Linked DNA regions of Mus musculus: all the other regions are linked to region 1. Evidence: chromatin contacts called from public promoter capture Hi-C data. All regions are on one chromosome and are shown on one strand. Each heading gives the region's core, a stretch centred on a gene start, on an enhancer-like site or on the middle of the called end of the contact. The rest is flanking DNA. Distances are from core to core; before and after follow the strand shown. Region 1 holds the start of Cap1 (CAP, adenylate cyclase-associated protein 1 (yeast)). Region 2 holds the start of Plod1 (procollagen-lysine, 2-oxoglutarate 5-dioxygenase 1). Region 3 holds the start of Pramel12 (PRAME like 12).

Region 1 (4,234 bases), core at 1,000-3,499:
GACCAAACCCTCTTCTGCCACACCTTTGCAATTTGCCCTGGCTAGACCTGGGGGCACTAATGCCCAGAAGGCTACAGATTTTTTTCTTTGTCACTTCACAATTTTATATCTCTTTCCAATGAACCTTTTATATTCCTTATCTGAATGGTACTGACAGTATCTTAGACCAGAACAGCAGCAATTTCCAGACTACAACTACTTCTTCACTCCCATAAATAACAAGCCTCCAGTTCCTTGGATTCCAGCCTTGATATCTGCCCTAGGCTTCAGCTCGTGATTCTCCTGCCTCAAACTCCAGGTGCTGACATGGCAGACACACACTATCACATATGGCCAAGACTGCTCAAATGCAACCCCTCTTGGTCATTTCCACTTCCCCTCTCCAGCTCAAGCCATGACACAGCAACAGCTTTTTAAGTACTGGTCTACTCCAGTGTCTGGTCCCTTCCCACTCTGCCAAGTGGGAAAACCCTTCAAAGTATCCCCATAGCTTCCAGGCTAAAATCCAAATTCTTTAGCATGCTTCCAAGGGCCTCCCTATTTGACTCCACAACCTCTCATTTTCTCCACTTCTCCAAGTAATACTGGAACCACAACACGGCTGACTAGTCACTTGGGTCTTTCTCATGCCTAGGTCTCTGCGCCTTTCCATCTAGTTCTGCCTAGAAATCCGTTTCCTAGGCTCATTATATGCCTAAGGAAATCTTGAAACACTAAGTCCCTCATTGTTGCCTAGAACTGTGGTTCAGATATTTCTCCTGTTCTCAGTAGCTCTGTGTTCACACAGTGCACACACTCAACCACCCTTGATTTGCCGGTTCCTCCCATACTGTACATATCACCAGAGAACAAGTGTATTCCTAGCCAGAAGGGCTAAGTGCCTAAGCTAAAATGTTTTCACACATACTGAGGTCCAATAAATGCTTGGCAGATGATGAACGTGCTGTTCTAACCCTGGATTTTCACTTCAAGGGAAAGCAGTACAAAGAGCTACAGCTGACAGTTCTGATACTAACTAACCTCTATCTAATATATTCTCTCTCTCTCTCTCTCTCTCTCTCTCTCTCTCTCTCACACACACACACACACACACACACACACACACCCTCTTGATCTTTCAAAACGCTTCTGACTCCCTTGCTGCGTCCTTCCACAGCACCCTCACCACATTTGTAACTATTTCTTAACTGTCTTTCACTGCTAACTCGATGGGGGCAATGACTAGACTTTTCAAAGCTGTATTCGATGACATTTTCCATGTTGCCAACACAGAATAAACACAGCGATCCTACGACCACAGGCACTTGGCAACTGTGCCAGACCCAACCTGAATCATCTGACTTCAGATCCAGAAGTGGACAGCACCTCCCATAAAGTTAGCTTGGATTGCGAGTGAACAGTGGCAGTCTAAGAGTAAGGGGAGCTCACTGAACGTAAACGCAGGGCTTACTAGCCTACCTTAAATTTAACAGGCATTCCAAATTTTTAACTTTTTTTTTTTTTTTAGTTCTACTACCAGATAGCCTTTAACCTGCAGCTGCCCAGATCGAAAGTTAGAGAGGTTCCAAGGAAAGGAAGGATCTAGGACTGGAAACCTCTCTCTAAAACCAGATTCTTTTCTTCTCCGAGATCAAGTTACCCATCCGAGTAATGGGAACAAGACCCGGTCAGGAGGAAATTCTAAGGTCTCCCAGGGTCCATTCAGTTGGTTAGGATGCCTTTAGGAATCAGGCCTCCGCGGAGGCTGATAGGCAGAGCTGCGAAATCAAGGAGAAAGTGGCTTCCCCAAGACCTCCTGGTTCAATCTGGTACCCCAGCCCCACCTCAAGAGACCGCACCCAGGAGCCCGGGATGGCCGAAGGGCCCAAACCCCGGCCTTTCAGCAAGACTCCTCAAACGCGCGTAGGCTAGCACAGCCTTTACTAACGGCCAGGACCCGGTGGGCCCCAAAGACCATCCCAATCCTTATCCAACCACCAACCCTCACCTTAAGAGTTCCGCCTCACCTCCGGACTGCGATCAGCCGCTCTCCACTTCCGGCAAGAACCGCCCAGCGGTCTTCGCGCGACCCACTTCCGGGCCCTCACTGGGCGCGGCACCCCCACCGGAAATGAACCACTGGCTGTAACGCTAGCCCGGGGGAGAGGAAGAAGTTTGGCCGCTCCGCTCGTGACTCCGCCCTCATTCCCCGCCACCGGAGAGAGAATCTGGCTTAGGAGCGTTTGGAAAAGGGCTCCGCCTCCAAGGGAGGTGGGGGAGGAAAACTCGGGGAAGGGGCGTGTCCACGGTTGGTCACGCCCCGAGGCCCAGACCAATAAGGAGCTGGAGTTCCTAACCAAGCCCCACCTCCTCAAAGGAAGACAGCTGAGTGGCTGCTTGTTTTGTCAATTTGTGCTCGGAGACTGAGGTCGTTACGTTTTTAGCCTCAGTCCGGAAGAGGTTCAGGGAACAACAGTGGGGCTAGAAGGCTCTGAGACCCAGTGTCTGGTGGTTGGGGGGACCGGGACCAAATTTCGCCCCTGGCTGGGCGTGCAAGCCTTGGTTTCCCTGTCTGTAGTACAGAAAAGCAATGGACTCGGTCGCGGAGGCTAATAGAGTAGGCTTTGAGCGTCTGGGCATGCTCGCCCTCGCTCGATTCCGAGGCTAGGGCTGGGAAGGTGGAGAAAATCTTCCACTCGCGCCCCACTTCCTGTTTGCTCTGTGCGTTTTGTGACCATAGATGGTCAGGTCCGTGGCTGTGCTTAAGCTTCCGCCTCAGGCTTCGGAGTTCTTCCTCCCACCCTGTAGGGTGTGGTCCCTGAAATGAAATGAGCAAAATTAAAGGAGATCTTGTCCCATTCCTTAAAAATCTTGCTTTTGAGGCTTCATCGCCCCAAGCTATGTATGCCCAGCTGGCTGCTAATGAGCCCGTGTGCGATTCAGAGCTGTAACTGCAGCCTGCAGGGCAGTCTTCGCCTCCCTGCTTCTTAGACGGGGGATCGCGTCTTTGTTTCCTCCGGACTTAACACTTTCCAACCGGTCATTATCCTCCCACAAAGATTTATTTCTAGAAAAAAAATTGGCGAGTGCTGTGCTATGGTTCCTACCCCTTCGACTGGATGACTGACAACTCCGCGTTCAAGTTGAATGCAGGTGTTATATGCCAGAGTCAATCATTCAACAAATACAGTTCATGTAATAATAGCTACCATTTACTGTGCGCTGACTACATGCCAGGCTTGTGCTGAGCGCTCAAACCATTTTCATTTAATCCTAATAGCAACTCTCTGCGGTAGGTACCATTACATCCTCGGAGCTTCAAATGAGGAAGCTGAATAACTTGCCAAGGTCACAAAGTAGATGTTGAAACTTTAAACAGAGCACGCATTTGACTGTCTTAGAACCAATGAATTTAATCATCCCCAGTGATAGATAGATCTGGGAACATTTGAGGCATTGGGTGCCTCTGGTTGTAGACGTAAGTTGTTCCATTCCTGACTCCGAGCCCTTTACTAGCGTCCCGACTTTGATCAAGGTGCTTTGGACAATTTACTGGCCTCCCCCAGTTTATGACTCCCAGTTTGTTTAAAACAGAAATGACAACATACCAAATTATGGCACAAAAATCATCCGTTTATAATATGTTCATTTCAGGGGCAGGTGTGGTAATGCTCACCTTTAGTTCCAGCACCCGGGAAGCAGAGGCAGGTTGATTTTGTGAGTTCAAGGCCAGCCTGGTCTACATAATGAGTTCCAGACACAGTGAGACCCTGCCTCAAACAAACAAATACATTTGGGCTGGAAAGATGACTCAACTGGAGAAAGACATCTGCTTCCAAATCCTGAGTTTGATTCCCCAACACCTACCTGACAGAAGGAGAGAAGACTTCAAAAAGTCATTCATGGTCCATGTGGGTTCAATCTCTCACACAACAAATAAAATTTTTGTTTTATTTTCTCTTGAGAAAACTTCTCATACCCTTGGCTACCCTAGAGCCAAGACCAGACTAGCTTTGAACTCAGACATCTCTGCCTGTCTTTGCCTCCTGAGTGTTAGATTTAAAAGTATGGGCCAACTTGCCTGGTCAATAAATAAAATACGTTTAAAATTTAAAAGTTTAACCAATAAATACTGTCTTAACATCAAACAGAGAGTTGTGATGCACACCTTTGATCTCACCTCTGGGAAGATTGAGATAGGACGACTCTGAGTCTGAGGCCAGCCTGGACTACAAAGCAACAATTTGCCAAAACA
Region 2 (4,234 bases), core at 836-3,335, about 25 Mb after region 1:
CGAGTTCTGGGGTCAAAGGTGCGCATCCACCACCACACCCAGCCACGTTCATACCCCTGATCCACTACAGCACCCAGCATGGTAGAACAGCTGACTGGAGATAGAATCCAGAACCACTGGGGCTTCTCCAGTCTCCACCCATGCAGGTACCCTCTCCAGTCCACCATCAAGCCCATCAGAGCTCTGGGCCACCCACAAAGTATCAACAGGAGGTATGGGTTCCACCAGGATAGCACCCCCACCCTACCCCCTCGCCCCACCCCCACCCAACCTCAACAGCCACCAGGGCCACATGGGCCTGGCCACCTGAAAGCTCAGCCTTCCCCTCCTGCTGCCCAAAGTCCAGTAATGATGTCCCCAGATGGACAAACTATGACCCCAGTCAGCAGAGATGAAAGAGGCATGGTGGAAGAGCAGAGTGTTACGAACAGTTGGCTCAGCAAGGAATTTAGCCTTCCTGAACTCCACCATAGGAACCATGGATGAAGGAGCCCCCTTTCAGAGATTAATGTGAAGACCCAAATGAGTGTCTGAAGTGTGGAACACAGTGTCTGCCGGTGACGCCTCCATTCTTGGCACAGAGCGGGAGCTGAGTTCTGGGCTTCCTAGAGGGCAACTGAGGCTCTTGGAACTGGGATGGTCTGGAGTATCCGAGCACGCATCAGCAGAAGCAGGAGAAAGTGAAATGGAGAAAAAATGGCTGCCACTGGGCTCCAGGTTCCTGCCACTAGGTGGGCCTTTGCACACATTACCAACTCTGTAGTCGGGACTTATCAGAGTCTCTTATCTATCTTCCTTTGATGCTAGATTAGACCCTACCAAAACAAACAAACAAACAAAAAAACCCCAAAACAACAACAACAACAAACCTAGCTGCTCTGAGCTTGGAGAGAAAATGCCCAGAGCCTTGACTTTAAGGGGACTCAGGGGCTGGTCTTATTTGAGGAATCTCTTGTGATCTCTAGAAATGAGGTCTTGCCACTCTGTGTTGGAGTCTAAAATACCAAGCTTCTCAAAAACTGTGCATCACCAACGCGAAAGGCGTGTGACCCTATGTATAACTGAGCACAGATGGAAGACGGAGCAGGCATGCAAAAACCTGTGGCTCCCAGCACATGGGTTTCAAAGCCAGGTTCTTTTCCTTTCCTTTTTTTTTTTTTTTTTTTTTTCTTCCTTTCTTTCCTTTTTGGTCAGGGTCTCATGTAGTCTAGACTGACTTTAACCCTTCGTGTAGTTGAGGATGACCTTGGACTTCTGATAACCCTGCTTCAACCTCCCTGAGTACTGGGGTTATAAGCATGCACAACTATGTTTAGTTTATGCAGCGCTGGGGACCAAACCCTGGGCTGCATGCGAGCTAGGCAAGTGCTCTTACCAACAGGGCTCACCCACCGGAGCCCTCCACATTCCTACCACCCACCATGTTCAGGCCAACTCCCATGTCTCCAGCAACATGGGTGGAAGAAAACAGGATGCCCTGGAGAATGCGGCTGATTTGGAGCCTCAGTTTGTAAAGCTGGAAAACGGGGTTAACATAAGAAAACACTTCCAGCAAACGTATTTAACTGGTGCTTAACTAGTGAGGCCAGGCTGCAGCAGATCGTGTACGATAAACGGGAGTCTTGCTACTTATTATGGGAATTGTGATCATGGACTCCTCTGAGCGCCAAATGAGGGTAGGGGGCGCGCAAGGGGAGAGTGTACTTCGGCTGTCCCCTCCTCTGCCCGCAGCACAAACCTAGGAATCCCGACCCCATGAGAGGAAGTGATCTACCGGAGTCACCCGCGGGCAAGTGGACAGATGACCGCAACCCAGCTCCCCGGCTCCCCCCCTTCCAGCCCAGGTCGCCTGGACACCCCGGTCCTCGGCGAGACAGACGGCCAGGCACAGCTCCGCCGCCGCGTCCTCACCCTCTAGCTTGGCGTCATCCTTCGCCTGGACCAGAAGAAGCCAGGCCAACGGGGCCAGGAGCAGCAGGGACCGCATAGCGGAGTCTCGGGAACAACCCGCCGGCACTGAGACAGAAGCTGAACTGGAAACTTCGCGACGGGGCCGGCGGGCGCTGCCACGCACTGAGCCCGCCCCGGGGGCGGTGCCGCGCACGCCTCCGCCCGCCTCGGGGAAGGGTTTTCCTGCTTAGGCTTCTAGGTCCTCCAGACTTGGGGCAGGTCGTTGTGCCCCCTGGGTCCCGATGCCGGACCGTCCATGCTCTCCCTCCCCCGCTTCTCTCCAAGTGGGCGAGGAGGGCGAGGCCTTGATGTCTAGAAGAGGAGACTTAATATCATCTGCACCGCGATGGTGGGAATATATATATAAAGTCTAGCCCCAGCTCCCAAAAGAGAATCACTTAATTCAACTTTCCGCTCCCTGGAAGGAAATCAGAAAGTAGTCAAGGAAATTGCAGCGGTTAATTATGGGATGGATGTGTGTGTGTGTGGTGATGGTGGGGGGGGGGTATTAGATGGATGGATAAGTGGGTGTGTAAGTGGGTGAGTGAGTGGATGGTTGGATGGCGGTATAGGTGGATGGATGGGTAAGTGGCTGGCTGGCTGGATAGATGGATGATGGGGGGCCAGATGGATGGATGGGTGAGTGAGTGGATGGATGAATGAGGGCTAAGTGGATGGAGTGAAAATTTTCAGTGCCATTCACAGACAAAGTAAAAGAAGGTCAAAAGTTTCTGGAGCAAGGGTTCCTGGTCCAGATGTGAGCCAAGCACATCTACATTTAGACAAAATCTGTCAAGCCGTAGAAGAGAGCTCAAACAGGGACCCTGGAATCTCAGTCCCACAGATTAGATCCTAGGGCAGGGTTCGGGAGGGCGGGGGAGGAGGGGCTTGACGAAATCAGGGAGTTAGGGAGATTTGGTCTTTCACAAAGGAAACAGGCATCTACAGGATGCTAAGTGGGAAAGGTTTTCTCTTCAGTATGACTCATTGTTAAAGATAGATCCTCTGCCTAGCAGATAGGTCAAAACAAGGTTGGGTGGGGTAGGGTGGGGTCTGCCCAAATCCTAGCACTCAGGAGGTAGAAGAGCTCCATTGTCCAAAGCCAGCCTGAGCTGCACAGCCAGACTCAGTCAGAGAAGGGAGGAAGAAGGTGTCAAAGCGAGCTGGAATCCCAGCACTCAGGAGGCATAGCAGGATCAGGAGTTCAAGACATGCTCAGCCGTAGAGCTAGTGACCATATAGCTTGAGGCTAGTGTGGACTGTGTGAGACCTCAACAACACACACCCACCCCCAACACAGGAAACTTACAGACCAATGTTTGCAATGATTATTTCCAAGTTGTGGAATAAACATGTTCATAACTTATGCAGCGTTTCTAGGTCATATTATTGGGAATCGTTCTTCTTTTCTTGTTTCTCTTTTTCTTGAGAAAGATGTACAATACTTGTACAATTGAAGAACCACGTGTCCTTTCTGGGAAATAAGAACAGGCTGGAAAAATGGGCGTCCACCTCATTGTGCAGAGGTCAACTCACACTCTCACAGATGGTAGAAGAGAGGCCCAGGGCTATCCAGCAGCAAGCTCAAAGTCACAAGACCAACCAGAGGAAGCGACCTCAGCAGAATCTAGAACATTTGCTTCCTAGCAGGGACTTAGAGCCAGGAGCTGCTGCAGCTGGAGACAGGACTTGGCGCCAAGCATCCACCAGCATCCGCCGGGTGTTTTAGACCCAGAAGGTTGAGGACTGAGATCTCCAAACCCTTGGAGGAGGAAGTACAAGTGTAAATGGGGGAAGAACCAGCCAGCCTTGTTGGCTGGCTCGATTTTCAAAGCTCTTCCTCCAAGCTCACAACTGCCTTTCTCGTAAAGCTGTCACTTCTGTTTGCAAAACAAGAAACTAAGGCTCGAAGCAGTATCATCTGCCTGGCATCACACACCTGATGTGGGACCACAGTAAGGAAGCATCAGCCAGCTCCCAGCTAGAACTGCCTACAGCGATATACGCCAGATAGAAAACATTCCTGGGCAGTCATCAGAGTACAAATTAAAAGAGGGATCAGTTTTATAAACTGCCTGACCTTTCAAGAGGAAGAATTCACTCTTGTGAAGCCTGGCCTTACTCTTTTGGAACCTGTTTCCTGTTTGTTTCATCAAATTGCTAGAACTTGAGCCCAATCCAAGCTTCGTGTAGGGTGGCCTGTTTCTTTAAGCAAGAGGTGGTGGCTGCTGCCCAGATGTTGCCTCTAGTATTTCTAGTACGTGCTCCACGTGCAATGGACTGT
Region 3 (4,234 bases), core at 583-3,082, about 21 Mb after region 1:
TACACAGTGAGCTCCAGAACAGGCAGGATTATGTAAAGAGACTCTATATTAAAACAAAGCAAAACAAACAAACAAACAAAACCAAAACTTTCAGGTGCTACCAACCACACTGCCAGAGAGGTACTGCCTTTCTCTACTGTGTGCTTGCTCTCTGATATCCCAGGCTGCCACAGCTCCTAACTCCAGAGCTTCTAGGTTATTATCACCTAAGCCCTCAGGTCTGATGGCAAGATACCCTGTGGCACTGAGGTCCTGCTTCCAGTGTTAGCTGTTTACTAGAAACTGAGTTTTAGTATGTTGTCCAGGCTAGACCCAAAACTTGTAGCAAGCTTTCTTCAGCCTCCTGAGTGCTGAGATATAAGCTTGAGCTATCACTCTGGCTTTACCTTCCTTTTCATTTTTTAAAAAAAAGTATGTGTATTTTCTGTATGTCTGTGGGTGTATGTGGAGGTCAGAGGGCAAGCCCAAGAGTCAGTTTTCTTCTTCCAGCACTTAAGTGTGTGACTGAACCCAATAGTCTAGTGCTGTGGCAGGTCTCCTTACCTATGAGCCATTTCACCCACCCCACAGCCCCCACTCTCTATTGCATGTTCTCTAGCCAGTGTGCTGGCTGACACTTTCTGAAGCATCTTCTACCTTCTGGAAAACCTAATGTGGAAAACCTTTGTTCTCAAAGGCAAGTTTCTTCATCGTTTGAGAGTAAGGGTCTATATAGCCTGGGCCGGCAATGAAGCTTGGGGAAAAATGACTTTGAACTGATCCTCCTAACTCTTAACTTTTTAGTTCTGAGATTACAAGTATGCCCCACAGTGTCTGTCTGGTGCATGCAGTGCTTGCTGGACAGTGCACCTTTGAGAATACTGGGCAGCAACTGTTCTATAAACTGAGCTTTCTTCCCAGGCCACTTACTGCAGTATTAATGGGAACATCTTCCTGCCTTCTGAGAAGATGCCACAGCAGATGACTGGTAGAGAGCATCCAGCTCAGGCCCTGATCCAGAACATATTCGTAACTTTGCCAATAATAATATCAGCTTTAAGAAATGTCTATTCGTCAGGCACAGATTAAAACTCCTATCCCCAGTGACTCATACTTAGAACTAAGTGGGCCACAAATGAATACAATTCCGCCAGGTATGTTGGCTCACAACTTCCTCTTGGCTCAACCCCAGAGGAAGGTGGAGACTGGAGACTGGCTAAGAGTTGGAGTTCCAAATCAACCTTAGGTACTGAGCAAGATTCCACCTCTGAAACTCTAAGTCTCAAATAAATGGCTGAGGTGCCTATTTAACATATCAATGTGGACCAGGCTGCCACGTTCTCCCAGTACCCCTTGTTACAGGGTATGGCTGGCACACTCCACCTTCTACCCCAAATTCTCCAGCTTGTGTTGCCCTTCTCTATATAACCCAGCCATTTTAGTTACCTGCCCCCTTTTTACCTTTTGGCCACAGCACCCGGGTCTTATGGCTCAGGGGTTATGTCCACTCTGAACTCCCCCAGCTGTCTGCCTATGCTTCCCTTTTCCCCTACAATAAACCTCCTCCTCCACCATACTTAGAAGCAGCCATGTCCTTAGTTTATTATTTTTTCATTCATGAAAGAAATGCAGAACCAAGTGAATTAACAAGAAAATAAATAAGTAAAGCAAATACAGAAAACAAATTGAATGAAGTGAATTAACGCATCGGCTTTTGACTTTCACGGAATCTCAGTTTTTTTTTTTAAATTATTATTTTTTGAGTCAGAGTTTCACTATGTAGTCCTGGCTGTATTGGAGCTCTACGTAGAGCAGGCTGCTCCGGACGTCACAGGGATCCGCCTGAATCGCTCACAGGAGTTCTGGGATTAAGGGCGTGAACCGCTTCCGCGGCTTTCAGGATTTTTTTCCCTCATCTCCGTGAATTTGGCTTTACCTCCCCAGAGATCCGCCTGCATCTGCCTCTCCGCGGATGTGCGCGGTTTTCCCGGCTGTTTTTTTCTTTCTTTCTTTTTTTTTTTTCCTTTTCCACGGAGACTATGTTGTCAATCAATACAGAAACAGAAAACGCCCAGACGTGGCGGAAACTCAGTCATCCAATCAGAGGACGGCTTGTGGTTGACAGGCGGGACTACAAACCGGAAATGTGAGACAGAATACGCGGACCGAGCCGGGGGAGGGGCGACCAAAAAGAAAACAAAAAACAAAAAACAAACCGCCGAAAAACAAAAAAATAAAAACCGCTTCAGGCCGGAAGTATAAAACGGAACCCGGAAGTGTGGGACCGGATACGGCTAAAACACTTCAGGCCGGAAGTGCGAGACAGATACGGATGAAAACGCTGCAGGCCGGAAGTGCGAGACGGATGAAAACGCCTCAGGCCGGAAGTTTGAAGTGAAGATGGCTATAAAAGCTTTAGAGAAGCTCGGGAAGACACTCACCAGCACTTGGAGTCCGAGCTTGGACTGACTGCCTGGGCCTGCTGGGATTCTGAGTTCTGCCATCAGTTCTTGTTTCTGGTAAGTCAGTCACCTCCAGAAGGGCACAGTTTTGATTGAGGGCCACTTGACCCAAGATGCCAAAGGAACTCTGATTTCTTCTCTTCCCAGGAACAGATCGCAGGCATTGAGTTTACTAATAGTGATGGTTGCCATCATCTTCGACCTTAATTTGCTGGTTTCATTTATTATTTTATTTTATTTGAGGCATGACCTTACTTTGCTGCCCAGGCCCACCTAGAACGCAGATCAGCCAAGAGTGCTTTTAAATTACCTGGCAGTTCTGCATCTGCCTCCCCAAGCTGGAACTACAAGCTGAAAGTTAATGGAATATCTAGAATTATACCTTGGTTTGTGTCAAGTTAAATTTTTTCTTTGTTTTTTGTTTTTGTTTTTGTTTTTTTAGATGGGGCCTTAGTCTAGCTCAGGTTGGCTTCAGACTGCCTCACCCCTCTGAATGTTGAATTAATGATTCAATATTTAAGGCTTATTTTAATTTTTCTTTTTAGAGACAGAGTCACATGCAGAATATGGTAGAATTCACATGTAGTCTCATCATATCTGACTTCACATTTTAAAATTTTCATTTCATTTTATTTTGAAGACATAGTCTTATCTGATCCTTTTAATTCCATCTTCTTAGAGTTTGGATTTTATTCATTTACATTCTTACTTTTTTTTTTTTTTTTTTTTTTTAGGCAGAGTTTCTCTGTAGCCCTGGGTGACCTGGAATGCACAGAGATCCATTTGCATCTGCTTCTTGAGTATTTGGTTTTAAGGCTTTGGTTTTAAGGCATGCACTACCATGTCTAGCTAGTGTTGCCCACTGACTTTAAAATTTCTTAAAGACAGAGTCTCGTTAAGCTTGGGCTGGTCTCAGTTGAACCCCTGACCTTCTAACTCTACATTTGATTGATTAGCTTGAAATTCCTTAAATTTTACAAAAGTTAATGTTTTGAAATTTGAGATCTAAATTGAGATTTGTTTTCTTTCTTTCACTTTTTGTTTTTGTTTTTTTTTTTTAAATTTTTCAGAGACAGGGTTTCTTTTGTACCCCCTGCTGTCCTGGAACTAGCATTGAAGACCAGGCTGGCCTCAAACTCACAGAGACCTGCCTGCCTCTGCTGCTTCCTTGGCGTTGGGATTGAAGAGGTTTTATGGCACAGGACTACAAGTCCCATCTCGTCTGAGGACTGAAGCTATAGGAATGTAGTTGGTTTAGCCTGGATAATTTAACTTGACCTTGATCCAAATTAAAATAAAAAGAAGCCAGGTGGGCTGCTTACTTCTTTCTGGCATTCCAGCCCTAGAAACACAATGAAGCGTGATCTCCAGTTCTGGGCTAGACTGGGGTGACCTTGTTTACATAAAATGAAACAAATGAGTTAGGAATGCAGCCTACTGGCAGAGTGCTTGTCTAGTTTGGGCCAGGCCCTGGGATCAAACCCAAACAACCTCACCTCAAAATTATTTTGAATCTGTTTTTTTTAAAAATTTTATTTGTGTATGGGTGTTTTGCCTGTATATGTGTATGCACCATGTCTATGTCTGCTGTCCTGGGTGGCCAGAAGAGGGCAGATCTGGTATTGAAGTTTCAGATGGCCCACCCACCATGTGGGTGCTGGGAACCAAACTCAGGGCCTCTGGAAGAGCAGCCAGTACTCTTAACTGCTCACTCACATTTCTAGTTCCTTGTTTGTTTGTTTTGAGACTCACAACTTGGACTGATCAGAATCTCTGTACTGACTAAGACTAAA

Evidence for each region. Promoter capture Hi-C pulls out the DNA fragments that hold promoters and counts their contacts.
Region 2: a promoter capture Hi-C map of second pharyngeal arch cranial neural crest shows a contact between it and region 1. The contact joins the promoter of Plod1 here to the promoter of Cap1 in region 1. A contact is called at or near these places in 5 of 39 promoter capture datasets (cranial neural crest, frontonasal cranial neural crest, maxillary cranial neural crest and 2 more).
Region 3: a contact with region 1 is called in a promoter capture Hi-C map of liver, with 4 times the contacts expected there. The contact joins the promoter of Pramel12 here to the promoter of Cap1 in region 1. A contact is called at or near these places in 6 of 39 promoter capture datasets (cranial neural crest, frontonasal cranial neural crest, liver and 3 more) and 1 of 484 Hi-C or Micro-C datasets (rod photoreceptor).

Annotation. Positions count from the first base shown.
Region 1 is chr4:122,883,827-122,888,060 of GRCm38.p6, forward strand. Cap1 (CAP, adenylate cyclase-associated protein 1 (yeast)) reads right to left here and starts at 2,250. Exons shown (of 13, transcript NM_001358035.1): 1 at 1,988-2,250.
Region 2 is chr4:147,934,691-147,938,924 of GRCm38.p6, forward strand. It overlaps Plod1 (procollagen-lysine, 2-oxoglutarate 5-dioxygenase 1), which reads right to left and starts at 2,086. Exons shown (of 19, transcript NM_011122.3): 1 at 1,912-2,086. The coding sequence starts at 1,987.
Region 3 is chr4:143,410,594-143,414,827 of GRCm38.p6, forward strand. It overlaps Pramel12 (PRAME like 12), which reads left to right and starts at 1,833. Exons shown (of 5, transcript NM_172877.3): 1 at 1,833-2,498.